Regions from separate parts of the Bombyx mori genome. Here region 2 is linked to region 1. The links are chromatin contacts, called in public Hi-C maps. All regions are on one chromosome and are shown on one strand. The core of a region is the stretch at or near the end of the contact, and the rest is flanking DNA. Distances in the headings are between cores, read along the strand shown. Region 1 holds the start of LOC101737884 (ABC transporter G family member 20). Region 2 overlaps LOC101737884 (ABC transporter G family member 20).

The links. Hi-C and Micro-C count contacts between places; a contact is called where the count stands out from the background.
Region 2: a contact with region 1 is called in a Hi-C map of posterior silk gland, with 2.8 times the contacts expected there. The contact joins the enhancer-like site here to the promoter of LOC101737884 in region 1. A contact is called at or near these places in 2 of 7 Hi-C or Micro-C datasets (middle silk gland and posterior silk gland).

What each region holds. Positions count from the first base shown.
Region 1 is chr26:3,422,634-3,428,381 of ASM3026992v2, reverse strand. It overlaps LOC101737884 (ABC transporter G family member 20), which reads right to left and starts at 2,565. Exons shown (of 16, transcript XM_012696254.4): 1 at 2,289-2,565.
Region 2 is chr26:3,468,680-3,474,695 of ASM3026992v2, reverse strand. LOC101737884 (ABC transporter G family member 20) reads right to left here. Exons shown (of 16, transcript XM_012696254.4): 5 at 5,129-5,219. Among protein-coding and RNA genes, the nearest start is that of COPA, 41 kb to the left of the region's middle. Within about 2 kb of position 1,690, at least 2 of the 8 cell types and tissues checked have open chromatin away from gene starts, as enhancers often do.

The DNA.
Region 1 (5,748 bases), core at 1,316-3,815:
ACAAAATCCGCGGTTCGGCAGTATAATAATAATTATAATAATGTGTAACTAGTTCTGCGTAGCATATTTTAGAGGCGCCATTTTTATTTCCGCCATTTTATTTTATTCATCAAGTTATTAATCTTTGCTAGAGTTACGTTAAATTGTGTATGTTATATTTCCAAGTAGATGGTTAAAGTGATGTTTTTTTTTTTTTTTTTTTTTTTTTTTTTATGATTGAAAGTTTACTGGTGGCCCGAAGGCCTTTCCAGTTTCACCAGGACAGGTGGGCGAGCAGGCTCAGCCAAGAGGGGTGGGATTTGCTAACAACTGCCCGAGCGCCTCCGAAGGAGACCTAACAACTCAAGAGCAATTGTTTCGCGAATGAATCTACTACCGGATCGGAATCGCGACCCGCTGAGAAGATCCGGCGAGAAACTCAGCGGGCTGATGCATGGGTTAGGTTGCACGTCGACCTCTTTGTCGAGTTCGACGAGTACGGTTACCGGGGTCCCTAAGCCTGCCCCTAGTATTAGAGCTGAAGGCATCTAATGCAACGGTTATTGGATCTGATGGATCCGTAAGGACGTGAAGGTTAAAGTGATGTAATTCCAGATAGAATAATCAATTTTCTGATATCATTATATCTGTTTCTTCGTTTTTCGTTTAGAGTTTGATTCCTAATGCGTAAGTTTGATATAATGTGATAATGTAATAAATGTTAAAGTCTGCTATTAAGTTTGGTTTATTCTTCCTTTACGCAAATGGAGCGATATATTTTTTGTGTAGAGGTAACTAAATGGCCAATATGGTATAGGTTACTATTATTTGAAAATATTTGAATGAGGAATTCATAATTAAATTACTAGGGTTAAGTAAACAGATGCTATTAATTTTATTTCTTTGTTAACTACCAAAGTGAAATGATGGAGCATCCTAACATGCCTCAAATTATTCCCCTCTAACACAATGCAAAGATCACCTACAGTCTGTGAAGAGTGTAACGGTTAAGAGAAGATGAAGGTGAAGTTTATGATATAATAAAAATATTTTCGCATTTTATGGAACGTTGAATTTTTGTGCGATTTTATTTTCTTAATAACATGAACAACACAAATGCCACTTCATCTTGAGACATGAGTTGGAAGTCTTAGTTTTTCATTAATTAGTTTAGGCTGTCATACCCTTGCAACTGAAATGTGTTACTGCTTATTGCTTCACGGCAGAAATAGGTGGGGTGATGGTATATAACGATGTGGCTCAAAAGACCGCTAGTAATTACGTAAATTATGATTTTTCTATTTCCGAGGAAATTATTCGCGATTATTCGTTCATTCGAAAAATTGGCAACTGTCTGTCAGGATTCGAGCATCAACAGACTTTTTTCTCCGAATACCGCTCGCATGAATCCTGCAATGACGTTCAGAGAGAAAGAGGAATGACACAAAATATCTCAAGTACTGAAATGCCAATATCCAAGATAGATTAGAGGTCGAGACCTTATAAGAACTGGACAAAAACCAACACATGAATCCGTAATTTTTATTTAATGCCGAGGATGGTAAAGAGCATATTCAATCGGGGTGAATTATCACCGTAGTTAATGGACGTCAGTTGCTGCCTACCGCATAATTGTAATTTTTCTTGAGATACATCGCTGTCATGTTGAATCTCCAATAATCATCGTCATCATTTTTACACACACTACAAAGCGGAGTGCTTAGTCAAAATTATTGATCCCAATTATTTACGAACAATTTTGTAATGTTTTTTTCGGAATCTGAACAGTATTTTTTTTAAGGGATTTTATGACCTGGTAACTGAGACCTTTACGTAGATCTGAACAGTACGCATCGGCGTCTACTCTTTGAAATTCATTTTGTTCACAGTGCCAGACTTTAATAAACTTTTAACATTTTTTTATTTCAAGGATGAGGCAAAGAAATTTGTGTCACACGACCACGACCTTAAGTTTGTGTAGTTTGCGTCATATTTTCATTTTTAAATAAGAGCTTTTGTTTCGTCCGTATGTCATTGTACTGTTTAAAAAAAAAAGTTGTCGTCACAATTAATAAATTAGTTTATGTATTGAGAAAATGATCGCTGTCCCAGTTTTATCACAACGACAAACAAAACTAACGAAACAATTTCGTCATAAGTACTTTTACATTTTTATTACGTATACCCAAGCCGGTTTATTCAAATTATAATCTTGAGCTACAGAAAAAATAGGACAATTTACAAGCAAACAACAATAAAATTCATTTACATTTAAAAAATTAGATCGTAGAACATATAAAAGAACTCACCGAAATAACGAATGCTTCACCTCCTTTTACTTTTAGAAACGGGCACACTCACAATGATTAAGAAAAAAAAACACAGCCAGTCAAATTCACGAAAAAAAAAAATGAACGCGGGAAATATTGAGACTTACAGAAAGGAACTATTCAAATTGACAGTTGTTTGAAAATCGAACTCTATTTGACGTTGCGTGATGGTCGGGCGCAGGTCCGTACTGCCTGACATCGGCCGTTGAATCACTCTCTCTCGACGCCGGCGTAGTATTATGAATGTGAAGAGGGGACAGACAATATAATACACTCGGGTTTTCTCATGTATTTTCATTCAATTTTCGCTTTTTATTGGACTATTACTTTAAATTATTTTCGGGATTTTGGGTAATTATTCCAGTGTGCTTGTGAAACAATTTCGCGTAAATCGTAATAGTTTATCCGGTCTACTTTTATTTAGATATGCTATTGAGTATGTGACATTATATTATAAGTATCCCATTATTTTTCCATAGTAAAAGTATACCCAGCTTATTAACAACTTTACCTACTTCTTCGTATTTCTATATTGATTATAATTGATATGTCATCAAAATTGATTGCGTATTTTATTCGTCGATGAGTCACAAAAGGACGGACTCAGTTTGAATTTATCATATGCAACAGTTTTGTATGCACAGCAAATACAGAAGTTTGATTCAGTATTCATACATTTGATTTCATTATGTTATTGACGTCATTTGCGATGTTAATTTTTGTATTATAACTAAATTAATTACAATAAATCTTTGACAAATACAAAGGTTATGTATATAATAATATAATTTTGAAGTCGTCGTGGCGTAAAGGATAAAACGTCCAGTGCATTCGTATGTAGCGATGCACCGGTGTTTGAATCCCGCAGGCGGGTACCAATTTTTCTAATCAAATACGTACACAACAAATGTTCACGATTGACTTCCACGATGAAGGAATAACATCGTTTAATAAAAATCAAACCCGCAAAATTATAATTTGCGTAATCACTGGTGGTAGGACCTCTTATGAGTCCGCACGGGTAGGTACCACTACCCCGCCTATTTCTTCCGTGAAGCAGTAATGCGTTTCGGCTTGAAGGGTGGGGCAGCTGTTGTAACTATACTGAGACCTTAGAACTTATATCTCAAGGTGGGTGGCGCATTTACGTTGTAGATGTCTATGGGCTCCAGTAACCACAGAACATCAGGTGGGCTGTGAGCTCGTCCACCCATCTAAGCAATAAAAAAAAGCTACCGCTACGAATTAGTACTACTTCTATTGCACTGACGCTATGACCCCGAAGTGGGTCTTGGCCTCCGACAATAAACGTCGCAATTCATTCTGGTGCTGCACAACATCTTGCCAACCTGACACTTGGAGCTCAGGTAAATTTCCTTCCACAGCGTCAGACCAGCGGCACTTGGACCTCTCTACGGGGCGGCGTCCCTCCGGTACATCCGCGTACACCCGTTTCACAGCCCGATCCTGCTCCATACGCGCCACATCCCCAAGTCATCCGAGTCTTCGCGACTTCATCTCCCTCAGAATATTTGGCTCACCAAACAGTTTCTCCACATATGAATTAGGTAGTCCAAAATTGAAGAAATTTTCAATGAACACCAAATCACACGACAGTTGAAAAGCCGTTAAGCAAATTTACGTTTATTTAGGTGCCCAATTAACACTTGAAACGGCAAGGTGATGAGGCTTGGTCAACCTTCGTATATCTGCTAAACTATTTTCAGCACGGACTAAAGCTATTTAAAGATTAACGCGGATTATTTGAAAGCCATTTGAAATCTAAACATTGCGGTGTGAAAAAATCAAAGTTATGTATTATTTATATTATGATTACACATTATTGTTATAGAAAATTCGGATCTAAAAACGAGCATAAAGCATTTAAGGATCTAAATACTCGTAATAGCTTCATTATTTTGTTCGAAATTCGACCATTTTTATGCATTTTTAAGTTGTCAGTTAGGGCATTCATCGCGTCCGTGCGTAGCTGAAATAGCCCTTTAGGCTACCAGCGAATAGGTAGGTGGGAAAACAATTAGGGCATAGTATAATTATGGAATCACTTGCCGCACACATATTATTTATAGACAGTTTTTAGGGTCTCATATTAAAACGATTTAAAATTTGAATGCCACTTCTAAATTTCGTTAATACAATGCAATGACGTCACTGTACACCTTTCTCTGCTTTGGAACGCGCCGAGATATGGTCAAGACACAAAAATTCTACTCATGTAATATGACCCATATTTCAATGTTAATTCACGAAAATTAACACAATTATTTTGTGACTCAATTTTTTATAATAATAATAATACAATGTCTAAGTGTTTTTGTAAGCAATGAAGTGATTTCATACGAGTAAAATCATTATTACTCTAAGCCTTTTTTATGATTGAACGATTACTGGTGGCCCGGAGGCCTTTCCAGTTTCACTAGGACAGGTGGGCGAGCAAAGGCTCATCTAGGAGGGGTGGCATTTGTTAACAGGTGCCCGAGCGCTTCCGAAGCAAACCTAACAACTCAAGAGCAGCTGCTTCGCGAATGAATCTACCACCGGATCGGAATCGCGACCCGCTGAAGAGATCCGGCCAGTAACTCAGCGGGCTGATGCATAGGTTAGGATGCAAGTCGAACTCTTTGTCGACGAGTACGGTTACCGGGGTCCCTAAGCCTGCTCTTAGTGTTAGAGCTGAAGGCATCTAATGAAAAGGTAAGGTGTATAGGGCATTGGCATGTCTATGCATGCTTAATGCCATAATTTTTTTTGATTGATTTTTTTTTTATGAAAAAGACGTTGTAACTCTACTGAGACCTTAGAACTTATATCTCAAGGTGGGTGGCGCATTTACATTGTAGATGTCTATGGGCTCCAGTAACCACTTAACACCGGGTGGGCTGTGAGCTCGTCCACCCGTCTAAGCAATAAATAAAAAAATAACCATTTCGAAGAAAACGCTAGCTGATTACAGAAAAGCAATTTTTAGTGAAAAACTATATTTTAATACAGTCCGTCTTCGTTATGCTACTGATGATGTCAACAACTTGAAAAGCGATAAAATTTACAATAAATATAATATATTAAATATTAAATACATATATTTACATTAAATATAATATACAATAATCATATGTAATGTTTACTGTATGCACTAGGTTTATGTTCCTAATTCTTCTTTCCTTCTGCGGGCCCACTCGAAGAGATTTAAACATGAAATAAGTAGTGCCCTTGTACTCTGTATCCTTATTTTTCTTCTAACAGCTGTGCGTACAAAATGTATTAAATAATTAAAATAAGAAAAAAAAAAACTATTGAATAGTTACGTGAAAGTGACCGTCAAAGCTTAAAAAATATATTAAATTATTTTCTTAAATTGGGCTATATTAGAAAAAAAAATCGCAACTTTTTTTTAATCAATGTCCGTTTGGCGAAGGAT
Region 2 (6,016 bases), core at 441-2,940, 47 kb before region 1:
ATAATGTTATGGTCCGGAACTTTACTGGCGGTAGGACGACTTGCCAGTCTGCACGGGCAGGTACCACCACCCTGCCGTGAAGCAGTAATGCGTTTCGGCTTAAAAGGTGGTGCAGCTGTTGTACTGGTATGACTTAGACCTTAGAACTCTTGTCTCGAGGTGAGTGGCGACATTTAAGATGTAGTTCTCTATGGGCTCCGGTAACCAATTATCATCAGGTGGGCAACTCGTCCACCCATATAAGCAATAAAAAAAACTTGTAAATATGCAAATATCTTGCGTTCTATGATAGCTACCGCCACCAGTACCCTTGTTCACGTTAAGATGTCTGTGGACCATACGAACCACTAGCTGGATGAAGAGCGCGTCTAAATTCATCTAGCAGCAAAGTATAGAACAAAACAAAATATACAGTTCAAAATATAATAGCAAAAACAAACAATGTTTTTTTTTGTTTTTATCTAAAAGAGTAACCATTCCTGTATAATTAATTATAATTCGAATAAGTAACTCTAACAAACAGAGTGCTTTGTATTTATCTTTTTTTTACAACAATAAAGACAGCACTCAAACAGTAATTCAATTATTATACAAAAACATAGGAACATTTCAATGTTTATTCCGTATCATAAATTTCACGTATATAATTAAACTTTGAAACTGTTTTAATATATAAGTATGTACAAATGAATATCAAGGCGTGAATTCACACACAGCTGAGTTAATTCACAGAAACAATGTCGGTCCAGTGTACTAACATATACGTACGTTATGACATATAATTTATCACCAAGTTCCAAGATTCAACAACACGTAATGTAAAAAAATATAACGATACAAAACCTGAAGCGGTCAGCATTTACATTTTTTAACACAATTAACATTTTTTTTTAATGCTTAGGCCTAGGTCGCACTACGGTTAAGCCCAAGCGGTTTAAAGCCGTGTGAGTTTATGAAATAGAAAAACGAATACAAGCAGCCGCCGGTGGTAGGACCTCTTGGGAGTCTGCACGGGTAGGTACCACCACCCCGCCTATTTCCGCCGTGAAGCAGTAATGCGTTTCGGTACGAAGGGTGGGGTGGCCGTTGTAACTATATTGAGACCTTAGAACTTATATCTCGAGGTGGATGGCGCATTTACGTTGTAGATGTCTATGGGCTCCAGTGACCACTTAACATCAGGTGGGCTGTGAGCTCGTCCACCCATCTAAGCAATAAAAAAAAACCTAATCTGAGCTTGCGAAGGAGTGATGAATGCGAACTATACTTCTCATATGACCTTGAGATATCTCATCGCTATGTTTGGAACTAAAAATATAAATGTTAACATTATATAACCCTAGTCTGTCCGTAGTCTGTATACAGTCTAAGTTATCACACAGTTTTAATGTTTCAACTACAATAATTTATTATTTTTATCTATTTCTGCCGTCAGTTTAACGACACTTTAGTTTTTAAAATTTAATTTTGCTAATTCATTTTCCTGTACATTTTCGTTATGTTGTTGTATCAAGGTACAATAAAGTATTTTGTATTGTTTTGTTATGCAATTAGTCAACTTGATTAAGGGATATGCAAATTGGAAAATTTTTAATTACGAAAACGCTCTCATAATTACTATAAACAGCGTTTCATAGAAGTAATTGTAGATGAGTTGCTGCAATGCGGCCTTGGGAAATGCATTCATTATCCGTCTAGGTTTTCTATTCGAGACAATTTCGTCATTGTTAGGAAACGTGTTCTCACACTATGAGCACTACTGTCATTTTGTTCGTACTTGAATTCGTCTCGACGAGCTAGAGAAACTTAGGTTCCGCGTTATGTCTTTTTTGCCTCATTGAGCTAGCTACACTACCGTAATTATGTTGAATAATAAATTAAACTTTTTAGCGATAAGACCGCCAATTGTATTATACTTTTTTGTATTTAATGTTTCGCACTGTTTATTTGTTTTTTAGTGTACAATAAAGAATACTCTCTCTCTCTCTAAGCTTTTATTGACGATTCTTAATAAAACTTCTTTTACTGTTTTCTTTCTTTTTCTTCTCAGTCCTTTCCTTATTGTTCAGATACTTTACTCTTCCTTATTCTTCTCACGGTTTCTCTCCACCTATTCATATACTTTGCCTGGTGAAGAGCTTCGTTGGCCGGTATTTCCAGGTGCTAAGTAACCAGGTCAAACCACCGCTTTATGATTCGTGATCACGAGCGACTGATAACTATTCCGAGAGATTTAACGGGTCATGTCGAATCAGACTTAGAATTTTCTCTCGTCACTGATGCCTCGGAAACAATTACGGAATACCTACATTATATTATATTCGAGAAAATTATAATAACTATCTTTAACTAAGACATTGACACCAAACGTGCGTTCCGGTTTGAAGGGAACCTCATCTATATATTAATACGTGAAGCAAAAACTTTGTATCCCTTTTTACGAAAATTGCGCGGACGGAGGAGTATGAAATTTTTCACACTTATAGAGAATATAGAGAAGAAGTGCACAATGCTAATATTTTTTTTAAATAATGCATAAAAGATGCATTAAATCAATAAAGAAAACATTACACACACTACATACCATGTATTTGACGCACACACGCATGCATACTATTTATTGTCAAACTTTTGTTCTTGACGTCTGTGGTCAAATTGAGGATAGATGAAATATTGTTTGTCTTTGTTAATATTTTTTTATAGAGTAGCCTTGGCGAAATTTGTGATTATAGAAGTATAAAATACAATCATAATAGTGTACAAACTTACAATTCCGATTAATTATAGTCGAATTTCGACTACTGCGGGACCTCTAGTTTCTCAAAATGAGTGAGGGCATTCACGTTCTGATTCTTTGAGCTCCGATAAAAGCTCGTTCACCTAACTGAGCATTAAAAGTATTTATATTATAGAACACAAGATATTGGAATCCTGCTAACGACTTAAGATTCCATATTGTTGAGTAATTTCACCCGCTCAAAACAAGGTCTTCCTTTTGTCGTTGAACCCTAAACATATAAATCAATTGGGATTACTTCATCTTAATTACTATTTGTGCAACAAAGCCGTCTTTGAATTAAGAGGAAAAACAAATTACACGCTATTTATGCCCGTTCTGCAGTATGATCGGCGACGCGTACATTGTTTTCTACCAGCGCTAAGTAGTAGCTTGGCCTTAAGCTCTGTTTAATAAGTAGAAATCGGTAAACGAAGCAGAAATTTCTTGTAGTTATCGGTTGCTTCATATTTACAATACGTACTTAATATTTTTAATGCGAAATCGTGTTTGTTTGTTCAATATTTCTTAGCTATTCAACTGAACCTCATGATTCTATATACCAGCGGTCGGAGAACCGGGGTATATTACCCCAGATAGGGTAAAATGGGGGGGGGGGGGGGGTAAAAATGAAACCTTTCTGAGTAAAAAGTATATATTGAAGTGAAATTTCTTTAGAATCGTTGTGATTTCAAACTCGATGAAACGAAAAGAAAAAATTTTTTTTTTTTTTTTCAAAGTTATCATAGGGTCTATAATATGAAAGATGCTAAAAAGAAGCGATTTCGTTTTTTTTTTGTTCTTCGCCATTGGGTAATATCAACTTACACAAAATTATTTTGAGGTAATAATTAAAAAAGTTCCCCGACCGCTGCTATATACCTTGTCAATGACACAGTCAGGAACATGAGGTACACTTCAATAAAAAAAAGTACTAATCTTCAACGATGTTTTTTCTTCACTATGAGTGCGAGTAAAAAAGCCACGTGAAAAATCTAGTGTTCTATAATACGAAAACATCTGACAGTCGCGTCTGCGACATTCAAAATATCAGGTTTCTTGTTAAGCTTTATTTTTAGACTTGACGAGATGGTTTATTTTATATCTATTTATCTCTGTATTTCTTTGCAGCAACAAAACCAACCGGTTCTAAGTCCCGTTTTAATTTGCCAAAGTTCTATTGAGGATGTCTGGTCAGAATTCCCAAAAATGCTATGGTCATAAATGAAAGATTAATAGCTAATGCGAAACGAAATTCGTAGAATTTTAGAACTAGTTTAGTTATTATTTTATTGTAAAATAAAACCTGTATCTGTTGTCTAATTGTATCCTTATATCCATTTACATATTCAGATATTCTTTATCTATTTTTTTAAATATTATATATTTTTTTATTGATGTACCTGATTGTACCTACATAATCTCTTGAAGTCGGTTTTCAATATATGTACTTTTTAACGATATACAGTGCATCCTATGCAAATAAATAAGTAAAACAAATATTAATGTGTTCTCGTAAGACTTGAAGTCGTCGTGGCCTAAAGGATAAGACATCCGGTGCATTCGTATCGAGCGATGCACCGGTGTTCGAATCCTGCTAGCGGGTACCAATTTTTGTAATGAAATAAGTACTTGACAAATGTTCACGATTGACTTCCACGGTGAAAGAATAACATCGTGTAATAAAAATCAAACCCGCAAAATTATAATTTGCCCAATTAGTGGTGGTAGGACCTCTTGTGAGTCCGCGCGGGTAGGTACCACGGCTCTGCCTATTTCTGCCGTAATGCGGCAATGCGTTTCGGCTTGAAGAGTGGCGCAGTCGTAACTATACTGAGATCTTAGAACTTGTATCTCAAGGTGGGTGGCGAATTTCCTTTGTAGATGTCTATGGGCTCCGGTAATCACTTAACACCAGGTGGGCTGTGAGCGCGTCTACCCATCTAAGCATTTAAAAAAAATACTATTATTGTATACATATCAGTACAACCGTCTTATTTCGAATACACCTTGCACATAAGATTATTTGCGCCTGAAAAAACGGCACGTCATTTTGATTGACCGAGAGGGCTGGTGGTCTTGGCGCCGACGACCGCCGGTCCGGCGTCCCGAGGGGGAGGATGATGGGAGAGATGTGCTCCGCACTAAGCTCTTCACTCTCCCCCCTTTGCCCTTTCATGAGTTCTGTCTCATTAAAGGCTCGGACGTGGGTTGTTGAGCGACAGGAGGTTTTAGTCGGTTCGTCTCCGACATGCCCCGCCCTCCATACCCAGTGGAGGGTGGGAGTCTAGCGATTTCCTCCAGACCAAAAAAAAACGCCATTTTGATGTCCGCATGCGGGCACTCCCTTACCTTGTGCGCTTGTTTTGTTTCATCGATATAGTGCGTTGTGATGATAACCGTGGTCCCCTGCTGTGCGACATCAGTCAGGAACTTCCAGATTCTGCAAATCAAATAACAATATAATTTGATGTTCTTTCGCGGTCACGACACAAAGATTTAAAGACCGCAGAGTGGCATAGGCTTAATCTCATGAAAAGGCGATTTAGGAAGTACACATGCAAACACACGTCAATTTTTTTATCATCTATAATAAAACGGTTCTAGGGTCGTCTTCAATTTTTCGGCCAAAAAGTCACGATTTTCCATTTTTTTGTATTTAGGCGTGATCTGAATAAAAAAGTCTTCATCACAATCAAGTCAATCACTCATTTATTGATAGTATTATATAATATTCATTTATATTTTTCATATTACGCATGTTATAAAGCCAACACGGATAACAATAATTTAAATAGGAATTTTTTTTAAAAGCTTAGAAATCGTACTTCTTTTGTTTTTAATAATGTTATTATATACTGATTAAATAAAATTGCCGAATTACAACACGCATTACTGGAATAGCAAAAAAAGTTGAATTTTAATTTCGAACCAGTGATACGAATGAGATTAGGGGTAGTTTTTAATGTACTAGAGGTCCTGCAGTAGTCGAAATTCGACTATAATTAATTGGAATTGTAAGTTTGTACACTATTATGATTGTATTTTATACTTCTATAATCACAAATTTCGCCAAGACTACACTATAAAAAATATTAACAAAGGCAAACAATATTTAATCTATTCTCAATTTGACAACAGACGCCAAGAACAAAAGTTTGACAATAAATAGTATGCATATTGCATGCGTGTGTGCGTCAAATGCATGGTATGAAGTGTGTGTAATGTTTTATTTATTGA